Regions from separate parts of the Mus musculus genome. Here all the other regions are linked to region 2. The links are chromatin contacts, called in public promoter capture Hi-C maps. All regions are on one chromosome and are shown on one strand. The core of a region is the stretch at or near the end of the contact, and the rest is flanking DNA. Distances in the headings are between cores, read along the strand shown.

Evidence for each region. Capture Hi-C pulls out chosen DNA fragments and counts their contacts.
Region 1: a contact with region 2 is called in a promoter capture Hi-C map of liver. The contact joins two enhancer-like sites. A contact is called at or near these places in 1 of 115 datasets of contacts at active chromatin or transcription factors (microglia) and 3 of 9 other capture datasets (adipose tissue, liver and pancreatic islet).
Region 3: a contact with region 2 is called in a promoter capture Hi-C map of pancreatic islet. The contact joins two enhancer-like sites. A contact is called at or near these places in 1 of 115 datasets of contacts at active chromatin or transcription factors (bone marrow-derived macrophages) and 3 of 9 other capture datasets (adipose tissue, liver and pancreatic islet).

Annotation. Positions count from the first base shown.
Region 1 is chr1:54,881,592-54,884,812 of GRCm38.p6, reverse strand. All of the region lies in intron 1 of Ankrd44 (ankyrin repeat domain 44), which reads left to right. Among named protein-coding and RNA genes, the nearest start is that of Ankrd44, 43 kb to the left of the region's middle. Within about 2 kb of position 1,817, at least 43 of the 459 cell types and tissues checked have an H3K27ac peak or open chromatin away from gene starts, as enhancers often do. A contact at or near this core is called in liver, where this site is marked.
Region 2 is chr1:54,688,419-54,691,773 of GRCm38.p6, reverse strand. All of the region lies in intron 16 of Ankrd44 (ankyrin repeat domain 44), which reads left to right. The region is part of intron 1 of 4930444A19Rik (a long non-coding RNA gene); the gene reads right to left. Among named protein-coding and RNA genes, the nearest start is that of 4930444A19Rik, 8.5 kb to the right of the region's middle. Within about 2 kb of position 1,288, at least 37 of the 459 cell types and tissues checked have an H3K27ac peak or open chromatin away from gene starts, as enhancers often do. A contact at or near this core is called in liver and pancreatic islet, where this site is marked.
Region 3 is chr1:54,901,522-54,904,695 of GRCm38.p6, reverse strand. The region is part of intron 1 of Ankrd44 (ankyrin repeat domain 44); the gene reads left to right. Among named protein-coding and RNA genes, the nearest start is that of Ankrd44, 23 kb to the left of the region's middle. Within about 2 kb of position 1,690, at least 12 of the 459 cell types and tissues checked have an H3K27ac peak or open chromatin away from gene starts, as enhancers often do. A contact at or near this core is called in pancreatic islet, where this site is marked.

The DNA of each region.
Region 1 (3,221 bases), core at 568-3,067, 190 kb before region 2:
GCAGGCATGGCCTTGTTGGAGGAAGTGTGTCACTGTGGGTGTGGACTTTAAGACCCTCCTCCTAGCTGCCTGGAAGCCAGTCTTCTAGATGTCTTTAGATGAAGACATAGAATTTTCAACTCCTCCTGCACCATGCCTGCTTGAATGGTGCCACACTCCTGCCTTAATGATACTGGACTGAACCTCTGAACCTGTAAGCCAGCCCCAATTAAGTGTTGTCGTTATAAGAGTTGCCTAGGTCATGGTGTCTGTTCAGAGCAGCAAAACCCTAACTAAGACAGTGGGTCACAACAAAGCAAACAGAAAGACATGAAAGTGGAAGGGGGGATTGCTGGAAAGAAAGATTTAGTGAGCACGTGAAAAGAGTGAGAAGGAGTAACAATGTGGGGTGAAAACACCAAATTCAGTATTTACATGTATGAAACTGTCAAAGAATAAGACAAAAGCAATGAAGAACCTGGATGAAGCTTGACAGAATGGTTCAGGGAACATTATGTTCAGTGAAAGGAACTGGACATGAACTAACTAGATGACATGTACTGAGGTATCTAGGGTGGTCAGTTCATGGAAGTGGGAGGTATAAGAGTGACGACCAGGGTCTAGGGGAGAGGCACAGGATCTGTTGTTTGGAAAGCGTTTCAGGTGAACAGGTTCTAGAGGCGGAGAATTGTGGTGACTGCCTAAGAGAGTGCAGGGACTTCATTATAATTATAATTAGCCCATAGAGTTTGTTATGTACATTTTCCTATAATATAAAGGAATTGTATTAAAGTAATGAAGAATTCTAAGGTATGAAGAAAAATAAGTGGAGCCAAAAGAAGTTGTGATTCTTCCCTCCCCAATTCTTTTAGTTTTGTTATTATTATTTATTTTTACTTTGTACACTTTCAATGTTTTTTAAAGAATATCTCTTAACAACAACTGGCTCTGGACTTGGTGGTGTGTATGCCTGTAATCCAAGCACTTGAAGTGGAGGTAGAGCTGTGATATCTGTTCTCAACATAAAACCCCAAAGCAAAAACCCCTCAAAGACTTTTGTCAAATTATATTGAAATCAGAAATATCCAGCTCTGCCAGTGAAGTCTTCATTGATATCTGTGTTTGGCTGGATGATTTCCTGGGTAAAATGACCTAAAATGTACTCGGTCTCCTGCCCTGGGGAATTCTGGAAAGTGATAGCTGCCACCGTGCAGGTCCCAGGATGGGCTCAGGTTGAGGACCTGTGTTTTAAACCCAAGACTGTGTACGTAGACTGTTCTTAGAATTGGGCTGGCATGTCCAGGTACTGCTTCATTTTCATGATCATCGGCTACTTTCACAGCTTTGGAATGTACATCAACTCTCCCTTTCCTGAACCTTGGAGGTATCTGAGGCCTGAAGATAGCTTTTCTTCTTTCATTGTTGACTTTGTCTTTAAGCTTTGATCTCATGAGGCAGCTGAAGCCCCTGACAGGTCAGTTTGTTGTTAGTTGATGGTACCGTGACATTTAGGACTAGGGTCATGTGGGTAGCTCAAAGTTCACAGGAAGTAATTGGCCCACACTCTCAGCAGCTTGGCTTGTTTATAGGCTACAGCCTTGGGTCACTTCTCCTGTGTCATTTTCTAAAACAGCAAGGCCTTTGCTTTAAAGCTGTTTCAGCTGGGGTTAGAGTATTGGCTGTATATGATGCCTTAAACAGTGGCTCTTGAAGATGTCTGAGCACAGCATTCTGTTTCCTGTTCGTCTTGTCTTGTTTGGTTTCTTTCTGGTACAGTATGCCCTGGAGGCAGTGCTACAGGGTGCCCTGAAGGAAGTGTTACAGAGTGCCCTGGAGGCAGTGCTACAGTACAGTGTACCTTGGAGGCAGTGCTACAGTGTGCCCTGGAGGCAGTGCTACAGTACAGTGTACCTTGGAGGCAGTGCTACAGTGAGCTTTGGAGGCAGTGCTACAGTGTGCCCTGGAGGCAGTGCTACAGTACAGTGTACCTTGGAGGCAGTGCTACAGTGAGCTTTGGAGGCTGTGATACAGTGTGCCCTGGAGGCAGTGCTACAGTACAGTGTACCCTGGAGGCAGTGCTACAGTGTACCTTGGAGGCTGTGATACAGTGTGCCCTGGAGGCAGTGCTACAGTACAGTGTACCTTGGAGGCAGTGCTACAGTGTGCCCTGGAGGCGGTGCTACAGTGTACCCTGGAGGCAGTGCTACAGTGAGCTTTGGAAGCTGTGATACAGTGTGCCCTGGAGGCAGTGCTACAGTACAGTGTACCCTGGAGGCAGTGCTACAGTGTACCCTGGAGGCAGTGCTACAGTGTACCTGGAGGCAATGCTACGGTGTGCCCTGGAGGCAGTGCTACAGTGTGCCCTGGAGGCGGTGCTACAGTGTACCCTGGAGGCAGTGCTACAGTGAGCTTTGGAAGCTGTGATACAGTGTGCCCTGGAGGCAGTGCTACAGTACAGTGTACCCTGGAGGCAGTGCTACAGTGAGCTTTGGAGGCAATGCTACAGTGTGCCCTGGAGGCAGTGCTACAGTATACCCTGGCGGCAGTACTACAGTATAGTGTGTCTTGGCTTTGTTGTTTTCAGGTAGGGAGGGTATGCTTGGATATCTGATATTTGACTGGGGTGAGCTCATATGTGTCTCCTGTGAAGCTGTTAGTGAACAGGAATCACATATTAGAACCTTAAGATTAAAAGGCCTTCAAAGGTACAGATTGGATAACTGGAGCCTTCTAGGGAGACACCTGACATCTAGGATTTTAGTCCTCCCTGTCTTGGGGTTCAGAATTCTGGATGTAGAGCAGCTTGATCCATTATTATCTTCCATGTGCTATTTTGCTGCTGCTTCTCACTTTCCCTGTTGAATTTAGTTTTTCTGCTCATCTAGAGAATTCCAAGAAAGTGCTGTGTATTGCATCGAGTTCTACTTGAAAATGACATCACATGTTAAACATGGTCCCCACAAAGAATGTATCAATTAAAAATATTTTAAGACTCCTTTCTGAATAGTTTTGTAGTTTTCAACCAGGTAGGTCAAGAGTCCTTATTTTTAAGCAGTGTACATAGGCAGAGGGATACACTATTGCTTTATCTTGTGCAAAGTCCTTAAGCAAGAGCAAGGTCCTGCTGTTTGCGTTATGTGACGACAGGCAGGGGCATGGTCAACTGAGCCAGCATTCCAGGTCTGCCCTCCTGGTTCACTTGTTTTGGACAATATGCAGTTGTTCATGGGACACTCTGGCTG
Region 2 (3,355 bases), core at 39-2,538:
GGTGGGACCTTCATGGGTTGTATCCCAATCTTTATAAAAAGGAGAAGACACCAGAAGGCCAGTTTTCATCTCCCTCCTTCCTGACTGTCCACACCATGTGCCCAGCATGCCTTGAGCTCCTGCCTCCAGGTCTGCCCACCATGATGACTTCTACCCTTTCTTAAACTGCCACCCAAAACAAAGGTTTCAGGTATCTTGTCAAAGCAACAAGAAAAAGTAACAAATTCAACTCCGCCAACAACAAAACTGGCAGGTATTGCTTTACAAAACGGACTGGAAATAATGTAGAAGACAGCCAAAGAAACGTCGGAAGTCACCCAGTTTATCCATCTAAGTTTTAAATAGAAATATCTCTTAATTTTTATGATAACAATGTTTATTCCTGAAGGAAGTTTAGAATGTGAGAAAGCGGGAACAGGAAATGAACACACCCTTAGTTGTGACCCTCTTCTCATCATTGTTAACCTTTTGGTAGATTCCCTTCACATTTTACACACATACACACAAACACACACACACACACACAAACACACACACACACACACACACACACACACACACAGTGATATGGATCATACAATCTTATGCACTGTTTTTTTCCCCATAAAATATTATGACAGTCTTATTTCAGTGATACTAATAACTCTTGGTCAATATGCAAATGAATAAGTCATATTCAGTTATTAGAAGTCCACAATTTAGCTATAGTTCCATAATTTAGTTTATACTGTGACTACTGTATAGCTGTGAGCATAAATCTTTCTTAGGATGCAGGGTCTGAAGTGGCTTTTACTGGGTTAAAAATCTCTTAACATTTTCAGAGCAGGACAGTTTTCATGCAGCTGGCATCTTGCATTGGCTTTTTCCGTCACTGTAAGTTTGATTAGCCTTTCTTTACACACCGTACAGGCTCTTATGCCTTTTAATTGGCAAGGAAATCAGCAGGAACTGAGCACACACTGGAGGGAGGAGATAAGCAGTCATCACAATCAGCTGCTAAGAGGAAATGGAACTGTAATCCAGCCAAGCTTCCAACAGCACCCTCCTCGATCTGTGTTATCGCCTCTTAATGTGGCATAGCGCTTGATTTACACACGTGAAGAGTTAATGGTTCCTTATTTTTGGAATTTGGGGTAGGGGGAGTAAGTGGAGAGAGAAATGAGAGTGCATTAAATTCATACCTTTCTAGAGTTAATGAGTTCCTGGGAGTATCTTTTTCCTGTGAAGGGATGTGAGCAGAATCGTGAGAAGCTAGTCCGTGCTGTTCTTGACGCGGGCGGCAGCATGGGGAAGCTCTTTGTTTGGGGTTCGGATGAGCATCTGCAGTGAGCAGAGAGGCCCGGTGCCCACAGATGTCACCATGGTTTGTCATATTAGTTCTGATATTAAAAGGCCTCTGGGATCTTCTGAAAGCTAACTATCCATTCAACCTAGGAAAGCTATTTCTGTAACAACCTAGACTATTATCTAACATGACCATAAGTTTGATGGATTGACAATTAACTTGTGTTTCTTAATTATCCTAAACAGTTTGTAGTAGCAGCTTTCAAATGACCAGAACTTCACATTGCATTTTTCAGAATTGCATAGGTACAATACCTAAAATGAGTTGATACATAGTATATTGTAACCAAATATAACCTTAATTTTGTAACAATATACAAAGATATATACCAATGGGAGATTTTTGGCTAGTATTAGCTCTATAGTTCCAGAGTAGATTAAATAATCTACCCTGTATTACTATTACTCCTATATTATACACTATACCCTCTGTTTTCTTTTCATCCCTTCTTCCCTCATTCCCCTTCACACTAAATAGGAGAGAAAGAAGGATAGAGGAAAGAAAAAAGAGAGAAAGAGAAATCCCTGAGTCTAACCTCCATTTTGCTTCTTCCCTGATCAAGATTATAGCAACTTGTAACCACACTCCTTAAATGATGACAAACATACATCATCCATTAAATGACCAAAAACTATCCACATCACCTCTTGCGAATGTGAATATGGCTCTCTTAAAAACGGTTTCTGCCGATTTGAGGTGTTATTTTCCTTTTGGGGGGCCCATAAAAAGTGGGATATTGGTCACTGTTAAGAAAGCTAGCTATAGCTTTGATGACCAGTCTTTGCATGCTGAGAAAGTGCAGGCTCAAAGGAATTTTGAAGGAAAGGTGGTATTGACACAATGGGGTGGTTTGAGACCAGCTGGCTCAGTCTCTTTAATAGGTGGATCTATTCTCTCTCTCTCTCTCTCTCTCTCTCTCTCTCTCTCTCTCTCTCCACACACACACACACACACACACACAAACACACACACACACACACACGCTGAGAAGCTAAGGTATGTTCTTGGGGTTGCCCAAGAAGCATTTCATCCCTAGGCATAAACAAGTGGAATATGAAATAGGACTTCTGGCAGAGGTGCCAACTTCCCAGGATTCTTTTCCTGTACCGAGCCCTTCATAGTCTGAGCAGGTTCTTACTGCTAAAAGATCAAGGACTCCATCTCCAAAACTCCTCTTGTCTTAGTCCCTGTGGGCATGTCTCCTATTCATGGACACTAAGTATGGTATCAGAGTCTAACCAGAAACAGGCAGAGCAGGGTTCTTTCTCAGATCCACTAGCCAGACGTTCCTGCTTTCACAGTCTGAACCACACTCATTCTGTTTTCTTAAACAGAACATTTAAGAACTAGTTTAGCTCAGCCTGAGGCCCTTGGGATCCCTAAATTTTTCACTGCCATATTTTCAACTAGAGAGAGTTTATACTATTTATAAAGCTTGGGTTTCCAGATCAAGTGCAATATTTATGTGTTCCTCACAGAGTTCAATGAGATGGTTGTTGCACTGGCCTAGCAACCAGCCAGCCTACCACTGAAGTTCATATTTATCCTTTATTTTGTTATCACAAATGCACTTTGTAAAAGACGGTTCGAACTCTGCTTGTTCCATCTGCTGTCTTCTAAGACATTAAGATGCTCTTTGAGTGAGCCTTCTAGTCCTGGGGAAATGCCTCTAGGTTAAAAAAAATGTGCTGAAAATTGTGTAAGCTCAAATACAGCCATCTGTCTTCCCTGGCTGAACAAGATGCTGAAGGTCAGGGGTGGAGTCACTCTGCAGTCCCAGCAGTCAGGGCTTGAGCCCATGGGCTCAGAACCAGCCTGGGAAACACGAAGCTATCCCCAACAACTGCAACAGCAAAATCTAGCTGCCGAACCAGCTTCCACATAGTCCTATGAGCCAACCTATGATCAAGATGGTTGGAAAGTGAATTTGCTTATTCTGTCTCCTTTCTACTCATCGCCTCATCTGTACCTGTCTGTGGGACTTGGGAGTGGCTGTAATACTAAATCTTC
Region 3 (3,174 bases), core at 441-2,940, 210 kb before region 2:
GTGCTCGAGTTCTGGGAAATCCAACACCCTCTTTGGCCTCTGTAGACACCAAGCACAAATATGGTACATATACATCCAAGCAGGCAAACATTCACACACATAAAATAAAAATAAATACTTCAAAATATTTGCTTATTTCACATCCCAACTGTAGTTTTCCCTCTCTCCTCTCTTCCCACGTTCTCCCCTCCCTCTCCCTCCATCCACTTCTCTTTCCTTTCTCTTCAGAAAAAAAGATCTGTCTCTATGGGTACCACCCAGCCATGACACATCAAGCTGCAGTAAGACTAGGTACCTCCTTTTCTATTGAGGCTAGTCACACCAACCCAGTAGGGGAAGGGCAGGCAGCAGAGTCAGAGACAGCTCCTGCTCCCTCTGTTAGGAGCCCCACAAGAAGTCCAAGTTTCACAACTGTGACACACATATGAAAGGTCACTCCCATACAGGCTTCCCTGGGTGGCAGTTCAGTCCTTGTGAGCCCCTGTGGGCTAGGTTAGTTGACTCTGTGAGGTTTTCTTGTGTCGTCCTTGACCTCCCTGGCTTCTACAATCCTTATTCCCTCTCTTAGGAGTACCCAAGCTCTACCCAGTGTTTGGCTGAGGGTCTCTGCCATCAATTTCCAACAGTTTGCCAGGTGAAGCCTTTTTGATGACAGTTGGGTTAGACGCCAGTCTATGAGTGTAGCAGAGTATCATTAGGAATCATATCATTGACTTTTTTTCTAGTTGTGTTTGGATGTATCATAGGCTTCTGGCCGATCCAGCCTCTGCTCCAGGGTCCTCCAGGAAGTGTCAGGGGTGGGCTTCCTCTCATGGCATGGGTCTCAAGCTGGACCAGCCATTGGTTGGCCACTTCCACAACTATTGTGCCTCTTTTACCACAGCACATCTTAGGCAGGACAAGTTGTAGGTGGAAGGTTTTGTGGCTGTGTTAGTGTCCTACTCTTGTTTGGTTACATGAGATGGCTGGCTCAGGCTCTGTTTACACCCCCCCTCCCCCATTGCTAAGAGTCTTAACTAGGATCACCCTCAAATTCCTGGTAGTTTCCACTCCCCCCCCCCTCTAATTGTCTCTCCCAGTACTCTTTCCCTCCATCTTCCCCACACCTGGTACTTCCTGTTCCGATCCCTAACCCCTACCCCTGTCCAGTCCCCTCTCCTTATCCATTGTGATGTCTATTCTGAATAAACTAAAACTTTGTTTGTTTGTTTATTTGTTTAAATTAGGTCCTTAAAAAAAGAGAGAGAACCTTTTAGGAGCTCAGTAGGACTCTAGAGTTCATTTGCTCCATCTCCCAAAGCCAGTAGAGCCTCCAGTCATCATGATAACCAACAGCAACGCCCCCTTCAGCTCCAAAGCCTTGAGAGCAGGCCCATTCTACAAAGAACTGTAGTCTTAATTTTTTTAAAACTTACTTTTAGTAAGGCTTCTTAAATGTTTTAACCTCCTCTAGCCCACCACCCAACAGAGGTAGTAGAAAAGAGGTCATTAGGATACTGGGGAAGTGGACCTGTTTAGAAATTGTGTTGGTGTCCCAGTTCCTTTATTGGAGCAAATCCAATCTGCGTTGTCGGGAACTCAGCAGTTCAGTTCGCAGAAATCAGCAGCGGCAGCAAATATGTCACAGATACCCCAGCAGCCCAGCTCGGTAGTGTCGGGATAGATAGCAAACATGAATCAGCAGTGGTGGCACAGCCTAGCAGAGACAGCCAGGCCTCAGCTGAATCAGCACGAGTCAGCAGGGGAGACTAGAACCAATAAGGATGCCAGGAGAAGTTCTCTGCTGCGCCTCTCTCAACTAAGTGAAGATCAGCAAAGACGGGAGACCAAAGATGTGTTGCAAAGCTAGCTATGTAAGCCCCTCTCACTGTCCATTGAGTCCTATTTATATTCCATCCAAACATCACGTGTTCTCCACGGGTCTTGTCTCACCATGTATCTTGTCTCAGCATGTGAGTCTGTCTTAGCTAACTTCCAGGTGATTCCGTATCAAGTGACATCACTCTGCCAGTCTCCTGAGTCTGCAGAAGCAGCAAGAAGCCGCTAGAACGCCACCAGAAGTGTTTTGGTGTGTTTCTCTTTATGGAGTCATGACAAACAGAACTCAGCTACACAATATAAGGCAGATCAATACATGCGAGTCTTTAGTGAAGAATCCTTCATCACGCATCCTTTTACATGCTTGCTTTAGCAGGAAAACACTCCTTCATGGGCCTGTCCCAGCAAAAAAAAAAAAACACCATCTGACACAGCTGACTTTCTCAAGAAACCATAAGTGTTCACTTCAAAGAACCACTGTCCTTGACAGAAAGAGAAGGCTCTGAGCTCTCAGCAAATGCCCCATCTGATGGCATTTGTACGTATTTGGTGAATGAATGAATGAAATGAATGAATGAGCAAACCAAATATAAGACTTGAAACAGTGGTGTGGTTGCTTCTTTCTGTAGTCTAGGTACTTAAAACTGAGGGAGGGTAATGTTGCAGGTTGAGCTCTGCTGAGAGGCTCTCCTGGGCTATAATGTGTTCATTAGGAATGGGTGTCTACAGTGGGAGCAAAGCACCTTCAGGCAGACCAAGAAATGGAAAACACCTCGGCTACCTTGGTAGGAAGCTTGGGAGTGAGCAGCCATGGTCTCCAGCTTTGAGCCAATGTTGCTTGGACATTTTGTGTATGCCTGTCAGCAGCCAGAGCAGGATGTCTTTGCAGGCATGGTGGGAAAGCTGTGATCTCAGGGGAAGTGGCTGTCTGAAGTTGAGGCCTCCCTTGTGGGAGCTGGTGGCTATACTCTGCTAACCACGTGGCTGAGCTGGGGCCAAGTCAGTCCTTGATGAAGGTTCTTGGGTGGCTCACCTGATAGAAACAGGCCATCATATCTGTCACATCGCTCGTGCTTCATAGCAGCCTTAGGACATGACTGCAATATTCATTTCCATTTTATAAATGAGATAACTGGTTTAGGAGAGTTCCTCTGTATCCTGTGTTGTAAGCAAGGACAGGAACTCAGGCCTTCTAAATTCCAGGTCCTCTTAGTGATGCCTACGATGGTTACCACCCTCCCTTCTTCCCTCCTCCCCTCTTCCCTCCTCAGTCATTCAGCTGGTATGAAGATGGCTGAGCCTCATCTGCACTGGGGCAAGCGAGCTGCTGAACACTGTCCCCTCATCTTGTTGCTT